Linked DNA regions of Gossypium hirsutum: region 2 is linked to region 1. A link is a contact called in public Hi-C data. All regions are on one chromosome and are shown on one strand. The core of a region is the stretch at or near the end of the contact, and the rest is flanking DNA. Distances in the headings are between cores, read along the strand shown.

Evidence for each region. Hi-C and Micro-C count contacts between places; a contact is called where the count stands out from the background.
Region 2: a contact with region 1 is called in a Hi-C map of leaf, with 2.8 times the contacts expected there. The contact joins the enhancer-like site here to the promoter of LOC107952802 in region 1. A contact is called at or near these places in 8 of 34 Hi-C or Micro-C datasets (callus, fibers, hypocotyl and 1 more).

What each region holds. Positions count from the first base shown.
Region 1 is chrA07:64,615,780-64,621,752 of Gossypium_hirsutum_v2.1, forward strand. LOC107952802 (N-acetyltransferase 9-like protein) reads right to left here and starts at 2,576. Exons shown (of 6, transcript XM_016887981.2): 1 at 1,952-2,576; 2 at 1,777-1,848; 3 at 1,577-1,664; 4 at 645-777; 5 at 392-430; 6 at 1-239. The coding sequence starts at 2,126. The coding sequence ends at 159. TRNAL-CAG (transfer RNA leucine (anticodon CAG)) reads right to left here and starts at 2,653; the gene lies at 2,573-2,653.
Region 2 is chrA07:64,915,502-64,922,223 of Gossypium_hirsutum_v2.1, forward strand. LOC121231922 (a long non-coding RNA gene) reads right to left here. Exons shown (of 2, transcript XR_005930082.1): 1 at 4,990-6,722; 2 at 2,498-2,723. Among protein-coding and RNA genes, the nearest start is that of LOC121231922, 6.2 kb to the right of the region's middle. Within about 2 kb of position 4,825, at least 9 of the 9 cell types and tissues checked have an H3K27ac peak or open chromatin away from gene starts, as enhancers often do. A contact at or near this core is called in fibers, hypocotyl and leaf, where this site is marked.

The DNA.
Region 1 (5,973 bases), core at 1,326-3,825:
GCAAATGTAAGTTTCCAGCATTGATCATCATCATAAACATCAAAACCCTTTTCCCAAAACAGGGAATCATCTACAATTCTAGTTTCTACAACTCACAGATACATGTATGATGACAGTTAATAAGTTTTAGGGGAAAATAAATTACGGCCTCCCGGAGGCTATGCATGTGTAACCACACTGCCCAACAACTGCAGAAGCTCCTCTTGCTTTTGCTCCGTCACCGCCAATTCCAATGTTACCTACCGGTCATGCATGAATGAAACAAAACAAAACAAAACAAAACAAGGGAACTTAAGAGATCACCCACTATCAGACTCAGCAACTACTATGTCGTAAGAAACCAGGGACGGGTGTGCCCTGAACACTTCTGATGGCATAAGGAAAATCTCACCTCCTTGAAGATTTCGCTATAAGAAGTCTCCTTGAAGCCCTACAACCGTAATGGCATGTCAAGAACAAGAATAAGACAAGTAAGCATTCATGCATCTACTGTATTGTATCTCTTAACCTCCATGCAAAAGCCTGGACATTAATCCTTCAAATGCCTTAGCATGAATGTGTCGAAAGTAGGAACAAGAAAAATAAGCTTTTTAAGAACATGAATGCAAGTATGAGTGTGTAAGGGGAGAGAGCAAAACAGAGACCAATTTCCGAAACAAACTAAGAGATGACCCATTTGATGCTCCAATTTTAGCACGGAAGACATGGATTCTGAAGTTTTGAACTGCATAGGCCATCATCATCAGGACAGACTCTTTCCCAAGGCCCTTACCACGGCTATTCTAGCATGAAAAATAAGAGAAGATTAAAAGGGAATCTAGATCAACTTTACAGTTTTGCTACATTGTTTTGTTTTCCTAGTAGATTTTATCACAGCAAAAACAAGGTCGTCAACTTTATCCTAAAAAATGCGACTAGAATAACACTCAACTTGAAATATCGAAACCAAGCCAGACACAAATATCAGAATGACCAAGCCACTTAAAGGAGAGTACATCTGAACAAGTAAGGAAAGCATATATGTGCCATGACACATAACAGCAAGAAATGAGAATCCAAATTGCCAGTTAACTTCTTCATCTGAGATGCATGTAAATTATTTGCCAATTGTCAACATCCATCATTTCATTATTCTTTTCTCCTCACAAGAGTTGTATTATCGAATCATCAAGTATCTAAGCATTCAATACAAACATCTTACGAAAACTGAGCGCTGGAGTCTACCAAGAACATAAAGGGACACAGTTGCTGTACACACACAATGACAACAAACCTATGAATAAGGCAATTACAGTCGGTATTCATCAGCATATGTTGTATACGATGGTGTAAAAGTTCTATTTACATTAAACCATTACTCAATTTCCACAGCACTCTTGCTCATAAATGATTAATCAGAATGAAAAGAAAAAAAAGAGAAAAGCAACAAACCCAACAAATTCTTAGAAAGAAAAGGAATCAAGTGCAAGAAATTCCATGTTGATGATTCAAAATGATTACACAAGTATGAAGGAAAGAGAGCGATGTCAGTTAAGAAATAGATTTTGTTGATTGTGAAGAAGTGCAAAGCAAGTACCTTTTTAGTTCAGCTATCATAATTTCAATCTCTGCTAATTGAGGGTCATCCAAATCATTCATGTAGATATTCACATCCCCGACCATGGCTGGATCATCGTTTACCATCAACTCCATATCAGTCCAAAACAATACGCTGAAGAAATCAAAGGGTTTCACTAAATTCTGTGCAATTAAGAAAAAGGTAGTAGATGAGGTGACCTTCCACATGAGGATTTCCATGAACAAACTTTTCCCCGACCATCTCCTTATCCAAAACAATGAAAGTTTTCTCTGTTGAAAACCAAGCTTAATCATTAAATTAAAGAAGAAGAAAACCCAATTGAGAAATTGGTATAAACAATCAGAAAAGGAAGTAAAAGAGAGAGAGAAGAACTGAGAGGGTCTTGGTTCCAGGAGAGCTGCATATCGTATTCCTGTTGGAGGGAGAGGGGCTCTGATCCGGTGGCTTGAAGGAGAGCAGGGTCTTGCATCCAGAGGTGGTACTTTGGGACATGTGCTTCCATGTATGGTACCATTATCACCTTCTGTCCTTCCAAGCTCACTCCCATGGCTACTGCTGGGTTGAGAGACCCTTGAAAGGCAAAAACCAAGAGGCTTTTTTCACTTTCCAGCTCCGGTATGGCTACTGTTGTTTTGTGGGGGGTTTAACTGCTAATTGCAACCGACATTAACATGGTTTCATATGGGTGTTTGGTTGAAACAAGGATCCCACTCATTGTGGTTGGAAGAACTTTGGGATTAGGATTGGCAGTTGCGGGCTCTTCAAACACTTGCTCCAAGTCTGACTATTTAGTTTGGCCCAACACTACACATAAATTCAGCAAGCATCAATATGATAAAAAATAGGAAGCCCCGTTTCTAATATGATAAAAAAGTGTAAAAATTTATTTTTGTCAAGAATGGGATTCGAACACATAAATTCAGCAAGCATCAATATGATAAAAAATAGGAAGCCCCGTTTCTAATATGATAAAAAAGTGTAAAAATTTATTTTTGTCAAGAATGGGATTCGAACCCATGCCCTTTCGGACTAGTACCTGAAACTAGCGCCTTAGACCAACTCGGCCATCTTGACTATTAACAGATGATTCTAAGAATCTTATTAAAAAATCAGAACAAGTCTTCTAATAAGATACTAATATGCTAATTCTAAAGTGATCAGTTAAAAATTCTAAAAACTCAAGTCAAACCAAAATGCTATTGTTAGTTTTGTAGTGTTTTTCAAAATAACTAATTCATGCTAAAAAAAGCTTGAGTTGAAAAAATTTTCTTTCAAATTTTCACCTTCATTAATGTTTTTCCCTTTTTTCCCTCTTAAACCAACAAATTCTCCTTAAAAGCTTCAAGAACTTGGTAAGATCACTCCAACCTTACTTATCTTAACCTTGATTTTTTATTGTTCCATGGTCCTTCATTGTAATAGGGATAGGACTTCATTTTGTTGATATAAGTGATCAATTGCTCATTGTTTTAATTGAATTTTAGCTTTGTATTGCTGCAGAAAAAATAAACTCCAGTTAGTGTTATGGAAGAAAGAAGATGATATGAGACCAGAGAAGGAAAGAAGAAAAAAGGTAGAGTTTTTCCTTTAATAATTTCATTTCATAAAGCTTATTTTCACATATAGTCACGCATAAATAGTGAGGTCTATAACTACAAATTACATAAACCAATAACCAACAACTATGACCTAAGCTTAACAAATTTCCTATACAGCTACTTTGTATTATGCCAGCTCAACATTCCAGTTGCGTCCTTCATTCTTCAATAATTTGTCTCTTGGTGCATGTGAATTTGAGTAGTAATCCCCTTTGCCTAACTCCTTGGTTCATTGTTATGGTCTTGGATTGTCCTACATTGTTTCCCCTTTTAGTTATTCTCTTGTCCAATATGACAACTAGGTACACAAGGGGTTGCCCATCACCAGCAACCTAGAGTTTTTTTTTTTTTCTTTTTTAGGAGATAACATAAAACACATTATGGATTTTAGCACTATTTGGTAATTTGAGCTTATAAACTATTGACCCCACTTTGGTAATTATAGAATAAGGGCAAAAGCACTTGAAAGAAAGCTTAAGCTGCTTCTTAAAAGCTAGTGTAGTTTGCTTGTAAGGTTGGATCTTCAAATAGACTTTTTCTCCCACCTCAATAATACAAATAAAAGAAAAACTTTCATTAAAGATTGAAATGTAGTAGGGCATCAATAAGGCCAAAAGGCATTAGTAAGCTAATTTAACAACTCTTCCAATTTTTTTTATTGTTAAGTTATTCAATTGTATATATTAAAAAACTGTGAAAGTTTATTGGGTTTCAAGTCTTAACTACACTAGTTGAGAATCTAGTTTAAGGGTTGCGGTTATAACTTTTGGGAGGGGTAGATTGATCTTTAGGTTTTTAAAATATATCTGGCTATGTAATTAATAATGTGTTGCATTTAAAAAATACAAAGGTGAGGAGTGTTTGTATTACTATAAATAGAGGTGGTTTCTTCACCTTTTAATTATCCTAAAATTTGTAATTTTTTTTGGTAGTGTTAGAGGATATATGCATAATTTGTTGAATCTCATCAAATTAATTTGTAGGAATATTCTATTTAAGAACTTGAGTTTTAAATGAGACTATTTGTGACTCTTCCAATTTTGTTAAAAATTAAACCTCGTATGATTTTCTGTTATAATAATTTTCTCTTTTACTCAACATAGTAATTGTAACTCTTCAACATGTAGCTTATATATAATTTCATTCAAAATTTTCTTGGTACTCCTCCACCATAACCTTCTGAAATAATGTGTTAAATTCTTTTATAATATCCAAACATGTCCTATTACAAAATCATAAATCTTTTATAAGCTCAGATCAAACTACATCAAGTTTTTGCATAATATAGTCATCAAAGTAGATTTAAACTTTCCTTATCAAATACATGGTAATAATCTCTAAGTTTTTGTAAACCCTACATTTTTCTTAAAAACTCTTGTAATTGATACTTGAGATCAATTGCCATATTTGAAAAATTTTAGACATAAGCATACAACTTCAGAAAACATAAACATATTTATATCAAACAAACCCAAACTCGTATTTAACACGACATCGCCATCATGTTCTTAGAACAAGAACAAATAAACTGGAAAATGTGGACTCGTATTCACTTGTGTAATATGATTTCTAGTTTTGGACCAGACAAAGCATTCGAACAGAATCGTAAATGAAAAATTAAATAAAAAGAAAATGGGATCAAAACAAGGAATGCCAGCAAGCCTCCAAGACATGAACACATGATAATGCGGCACCAATCACCTCATCCTAAATTTCTGATTAATGACTATTACACGCAAACAAAGCCCATTATGCAACTTCACATGATTAGATTTAATATCATAAACATAAGAACATGTACGTGCATATCCTCATAAGCAATGCAATGTGATGTTCCATAGAATTGTATTTGTAGATCCAAACTGATAGCACTATGCAGAAATCATATCAAATCCCGTATGGCTTTGTTTATTTCGTCTGAAGAGTATTGAAAACCAAAAACATGTCTGATCAAATAATCCATTTTAGTATTTCAACCTATTGCAGAAAAGTTTCAATGGAGTAAGAATTAGCATATATAGTAACTTGATTTAAAGGAGCCCTAAATCAACAAGAACCATACCTGAAGATAACCCACAACTTAGCTAGAGCCACATTATAGGATAAGAAATTTAGAGAGAGAAAGAAAAGCCTATTCCTTGCTTCGCATGAGATCTGTCTGTATCTTTATATCTTACTAAAATACCCAGAAAAAGGAAAAATAGAAAAAAGAACCCTTATAAAGGTAACTCACAACTCAATCCTCAACACAAAATCCCTTGTAGATCCCTTAATAGGCACTTCGGTTAGGTTGAGATAACCAACTTTCTTTTAATACAAGGGAAATAGGCATAATTCATAGATCATCTGCTTCAGAAGATTATCTTCTCCTATAATTCTATTGATAACCAAAACAATCTTCTAGGTAGCAGCTCCTGAACCAAAAGAAAAGCAAAATGAAGTTTAAAAAGCAAATTCTGAATACCGAATCTATAACAAAGTTTGAGAATGTACATCACTAAACATGCTTTATAATTTTTTTTTGAAAAACATGGCTTGTTTACAATGAAAAGTTGAGAATAACAGAAGTTGCCAGTTAGTGATTTTCATTGATATGATACACATCAAAGTGGTATCAACTACTTTATTGCATTAGCAGCCAGCCAAATCAATGAGGGTAAGGCAATAAATAGATAATACAGACTATGAACTAGGACACCATGCTTGCCCCAGGACTTGGAATCCTTTTAGCATTCTTAAATGGAATTTTGCTTGTCAAAGCAAATAAAATTATAAAAGAACTTCAGAGTTGACAGC
Region 2 (6,722 bases), core at 3,575-6,074, 300 kb after region 1:
TTTTCTCCTCTTCTTTCTACCTTTTTTGCATCTGCATGTTTTGTCTTCACCTTCAAAAGATGAAAAAGCTTTGTCCTGATGTTACCTCCAATGGAACCCTGTAACCCCATCTTGTTTTCCAGTTTGGGTCTCATGTGGGTCATTTCCATCACTTTGGTGTCGGTTCATGGAACTCAATTCTTCATAATTATGAACTCCATTCTTTTAGATATTTTAATTATTTGAAGCATGTCAAGTGAATATAATATCGATCATTATAAAGTTTAAGATTATTAGGTTTTCTATATATGTCTCAATCAAGTACTCCCACCCATAAATTTTATAGTTTTTTTTTATTATTATTCAAATTTCTGATTTGTAGCTGCTTCTATTAATAATATCGTTTTCAAGGTTTTGAACTTGTATTTTTTTAGAGTGCGATGTATATTACCATTGTATTGATTAAAATTATTATTTTTGAGATTCAAACACATAATTTTCACAACTTGGTGGTGAGAAAGATATGAATAAATGATTTGATCCTTCAAATAATTATGTTTCTTTTAAGGAGATAGATACGTAATACTTTTATGTTCACTCTCGCAACTTTATCATTTCAACTAAAGTCATAATTAACTTTTATGTCAAATTTTAATAAATTTATTACATAATTATTTCCACTCATATTATTGATGTGCCATGATCTAATATATATATATCATATGTATTAAATTCTACATAAATATAAATATAAATATATTAGTATTTTTTACTAATATAATTAATAATTTTAACAAAATTATTTTATTATTACATAAAAATTTATAATTATTTATTTTGAATTCAATTTATGTCCTTAATTTAAATATAATAAAAATGAATTAAAATTTTATTACTCTTAAATGTAAAAAAAATGATAAAAATGTAAAAGAAGTTAAAATATTTAATACTTGACAAAATATTGGGAAGATAGCTCAAATATAAAAATAGATAAATCTTGTCTTGACTTGTATGGAATGGTAGTTAAAACTTTTGCCAATACTTTTAGTTTGAAATTAAGATTAACATGAAAAATTTAATGTACCCAAATTAAATATATAAAAGTAACTTGTTTGACATTTCATCTTCAGCAAAGAGAATCGCATTCTCTAAAAGTTGTGCTTATTTGAAAGTTCAAAACCTCAAGACTCAAAGATTTCAGCATATCAATGGATTTATGTACGTTTCACATCTAATTTTTTTTATTATGATATTCTAAAAGTCATATTGCTTCAACTTCTATCGAATTATCGTCACCTATTTTTGATTACCTTTTACCATTTTGAAAATATTCATAGGCATTATGTTCGATAAGATTATCATGCAAAGTAATTCATAGCCGACATTGAAAAAAAGATAAAATAAAATAGAAAGGCTAAAACTAGTATGCTCTTGGCAAATCTAACTTTTATGAGGTATACAAAGAAAAATGTGAAAACTTTGGATAAGACATCACAAAAAAAAATCAAGGATGTTTGTTTCTTTTGTGTACAACAGGTCATCAAAAGAAGAATTATACCATTTATCATGCTTGGCACACAAAGAGATATACATTTCTTAATTTTGTTTGCTTTGAGATTAATTTGACTTCAATACCTAGACACCCACTTTTTTTTTAAGTTTACAAGTACATATACAATTACAAGTAATACATATAAAAATCAACTACAGCCAAAATCAAGCATTATAAATTACAATCGAACTAAATACGAAGCCAAACTAAAATATTTCTAAATAGGACTGACACATGGTGAGATTTAAGCTATAATAAACTCGGAGACAACCCACTCATGATTTATACAAAATGGGAGTCAAATTTGGGCCATAAGGATCACAAGGCCTTAGGCTTTGCCATAGTGCCAAAACTTCATTAACAATACCTAGACACACTCAGTGAATAGATTTTAACGCAACAATTCACATCAATGTGTCTATGCAAGGTTGCCAAAATTACCATAAGCCAAAAGATGGTTAAAGATGCATTTATATAGGTGACAATAATTTGGTTGAAGTTGAAACAATATGAACTTTTAGATCATTATTAAGAACTAGATTTTATTTAGATTTATTTGTCACACCATTTTTAGGTAAAACTTAATTTTCATTTTAGCATTAAACAAATTTAGTTATTCTTGTTCATTTGGAAATGAAAATTTTAATCTTGATCATGAATGGATTTAATTACAATATATTTTACGAGAGTTGTCATAGTTCTATGTTAACATTACTGATGAGCAAAATTATTTAGAATAATTTTTGGTTAAATGGTAGACTTTTAAGATCATAAGGTGATGGTAACATACCATTATAAGGTGATAAATATATACATATAGTCCAATTGGGAGATTATTAGATTTTTTTAATGTAGTTGTAACACCCCATACTTGACCCAATTGTCGAGTCCGAGTTACGGGATGCCACATTTGTTGCCAGAGCAACTACGAATCCATTTACCCTTTTATATGTGCCGCTAACCACATTACGCAATCACAATTTGTTTTTCAATCAAATTTAAGTCTTATATGAGATTATGAAAGCTCTTTTGATAACCCGAGGTCGAATTAGGACCAAAATGTAAAGTTTGCAATTTATCAGGTTGACGTTGCGACTTCAAGGGTTCCTCATCGTGATGCAACTCATTGACTTGATCTCGTCACGGTAATAGCTCGATGTGATCGTTTGTTTTCAAATGGTCCGAATGGTACCTATTCAAATCACCCATTTAGTTCAAAATGTATATCAATTCAACCATTTTAGTATTCTAATTATTTCCATATGCTCAATTTTATTCTCTTGCATCATAAATTCCTATACATTATACATTCAACATATCAAAATTTATCCATTTCAACCATCTAATCGTTTCAACCTATTTATGTCATGAACATATATATATATATCATTAACAAGTTATGAATTTGACTCCAACACATTGGCAATTCAACATTCACCACAACCATTTAAATACAAATTAAACTCAAAATTTAGGTACATGTCATATATCAAAATAAAAGGAATTATACAAACATTGTTGATTCAAGAACTTTTGATTGGATGTTGTATCACGTTTCAAAATCTTGATATCTACTAAAAACTACGCACGGAAAGAAACAATCGTACGTTGAGCGGGAAATCTCAATGGTCCTTTCATGATTCAAATCAATGCAACATTAGCATTAGCAAATGAACACAATGAATTCAAGTTCAATATTTAACCAATTCACACTCCATCATGCCAAGAGTTTCTATTATCATATATAGACATATAACAATTTTTCATACCAATTCATTGAACATCTGCAATAAATTCACCATATCATACCATTCAACAAATTCCAATCTATTTACCATTCATTACATAACCACTTAAAACATTCAATACAATAAGGAAAGACATGAGTGCTCTCTATGAAAACACTGTTTCTGAAAAATCCATTATGTAGGAGTTGATTCCTAAGAAGGTTAAATTCAGAGGAAAAAAAGATGATACTACTAATAACATGATGATTGATTTGTCTCTGGAAAAACCTATCTCGTGGAGGGACATGCTCGTCGGCCAATTGTCAAAGGATACATTCAATGGATCAGAAGGAAAAAATGATCTTGATATCTTGGATGGGGATATTCAGAAATCAGTTGTCAATGGGGTGCCTTCCATTTCTTTCTCAGACAAGATTCACAAAATCCTCATTCAAGGTATGAAGAACATCGTGATTTTAAAACTTCTTGGTCGTAACATTGGATTCTCGGTTTTGTAGAATAAATTATGCAACATGTGGAGACCATCAACACATTTACATATGATGGACATTGAAAATGGATATTTCCTGGTGAAATTTTAGAATAAGCTGGATTGTGAAAAGACATTATCTGAAGGACCGTGGATCATTTTTTGTCAATATTTTGACTGTTCAGCCTTGGACGTTAACCTTTGATCCCACACAGGCTTACCTAATGGCATAGATCAGATTTCCTAGTTTACCTGGATATTTATACAATTATAAAATTATTACTAAAATAGGGGAAATGGTTGGAAAAAGTGGTTAAATTGGATATGAACACGGATAGCAGGGCTAGGGGGTGCTTTGCTAGAATGGTTGTTTACGTTGATATGGAAAAGCCTTTGGTGTCATGTATTCCGATTAATGGTCATAAACAGAATGTAGAATACGAGTCTCTATCAACAATTTTCTTCCACTATGGAAGGTACAGACATGTGGAAAATTCTTGTTCTTTTAGAAATTCTAGAACTACCAGTGAAAAGGAGAACGCCATGTCTGTTTTATCATTAGAGCTTCAAAACACAGCCGGAGATGGTTTGGAGAAAAAGGACAGAAATTTCAGACCTTGGATGATCGTTGAAAGGAATTAAGGCGAAAAATTAGAGAAAATGTGCCAATTTCCTTAGATAATCAAAAGGCTAGAAAAGAAGGATCTCGGTTCAGAATCCTTAATAATAGCGATACGCACAAAGAGGATTATAAGGGAGATTTGCCTGATTCTAGGCACTACAAAGAGAAAGAAGCTATGTATGGTAATTTCCTTGAGAACAATACTGCTCCTCACTTCAATGGTTGCATAGAAAAGGAAAAAATCATTAATAATAGTAATTTAAAGTAGGTAGGTTCGATGGAGGCTGGTGGCTCGTTCATTAGAGAGAATATTGGACTTAATGTGGAGCCCAATCTGCCTATTATTAGGCTGAAAAAAATTCACAGGTTTTTAAGGAGACGGTTAACGGATTGGGCCTTGGAAATACTCCAATTGGGCAGGCCCAGGGTCTATTGGATCAAGCTGATCCAAATTCAGCAGCCCAACAAAGTACTGATGCTGCTGGAAGGGATAGGTGGTTTTCAGCTGAGGCAGGTTTGTTAATAGAACCTGGCGCTGATTTGAGTCTCCGACTTGAAGGTAAAGGTTTATCTATTCGGCCAGATTCGAAGGACGCAGGGCGAGACAGAAGTGGCGTACCTTTGGATGTTGGAAATCTTGATTCCGGCAAATATTCGAAAGTTGCTTTCCATGAAAGCACTCACGCCAAGGAAAGTAACAGTCTTCCCTCTTCTAAGATTCTGAATTCTTCTCCGGCAAATCCTTCTGGTTCAGATAAGGTGCTTAGAAATAGAGGTAGAGGAGCTGCTAAAAAACATGCCAAATTTTTTTATGGCAACAATATCCATTTCAAAACTTCGGGAATCCAGAGACTGTACCTAAAGGATTCGATGGAGCAACTTGTCGAGAGTATTTCGGCTCTTTCAAAATCTAATCTTGGTAATGAAATAGAAATTGAGCTTGGGTGGAAAAAGAGAGAGCTAATGTCCCTGAACAGTAAGGTTTTTTTGATGGATTTTTTTATTTTATTTTGGTATTTTATATATCTTTTTATATTAGAATTGGGGATTTGTTTACTTTACTTTTTTTCTTTTTTTTCTTATATTATATCAAATTTTTTATGGCTTTAAATCTAAAAATTTTCTCCTGGAACTATCAAGGGGGCGCTAGTAGAAATTTTTTACGAACTTTTCGGGAATACAACGCGGACTACAGGCCTGACATTGTTTGCTTGGTGGAACCGAGAGTGAGTAGTAAAAAGGCTAATTTTATTATTGATAAATTGGGTTTTAACTACTCACATCGGGTTGAAGCTGTTGGTTTTTTAGGAGGCATATGGGTTAGATTGAAGGGCTTTATCCAAGTCCATATTATTCATAATCATCCGTAATTTATCTTCTTACATGTTGATAATCTTAGTCCTAATAATTTGTTCTACATTTCTTTTGCTTATGTCAGTCCAAATAGGTCTAAACGAAAGCTTCTTTGGGAAGGCTTAAGATCTGTTATCCCTAATCATTCTTTTCCTTGGTTAATTATGGGAGATTTTAATGCTATTTTATCTCTTTCAGATAAAAAAAGCACTATCTTCGTAGGTAAGCGTTGCAATTTATTTGGTAATTTTGTTGACTCTTATGTACTACAGGATTTGGGGTATAGTGGGCCATCCTTCACTTGGAAAAGAGGTGGTACTTTTGTCAGACTTGATTAGGCCTTAGCTAATGATGCTTGGGTTTCTGTTTTTTTGTAGTACACAGTCCATCACCTCACTCGTATTAAGTCTGACCATAGGCCCCTCTTGCTATCTACTAGGACAGACCTTAGCATATCACAAGGCAAACTTTTCAGATTTTTAGCAAGATGGACGAAGCATAATGATTTCCCGAACCTTATCAGAGAAATGTGGAATTCTGTAGGTAATATGGCTTAATCTTTAAATAATTTTACCTTTTTTTGCTAAAGATTGGAACAGGAACATTTATGGCTTTTTGGGTACTCGTAAGCGGAATTTAATGAGATCGCTCAAAAATATTCAAAGAGCCTTAGATCACTCTTTATCTACTCATTTAGTCAAAAAAGAATTGGATATTCGAGATGAATTGGAAAATGTTTTTGATCATGAAGATTTGCTTTGGAGAAAAAAGGCTTGATGCCATTAGCTTCAATTGGGAGACCGGAATACAAAATCCTTTCATAGTCATACGTTGAGGAGAAAGAAATTCAATCGTATCACAACCTTATGTATTAATAATGGGGAATGGTGTTCAGATCATGACATTCTGCAATTTAAGGTGATGGAATTTTTCGAAAGACTTTACGGAGAGGCCTCCCCTATCTTGAGAGATATTCCAAATGTCGGCTTTCCTAGCTTT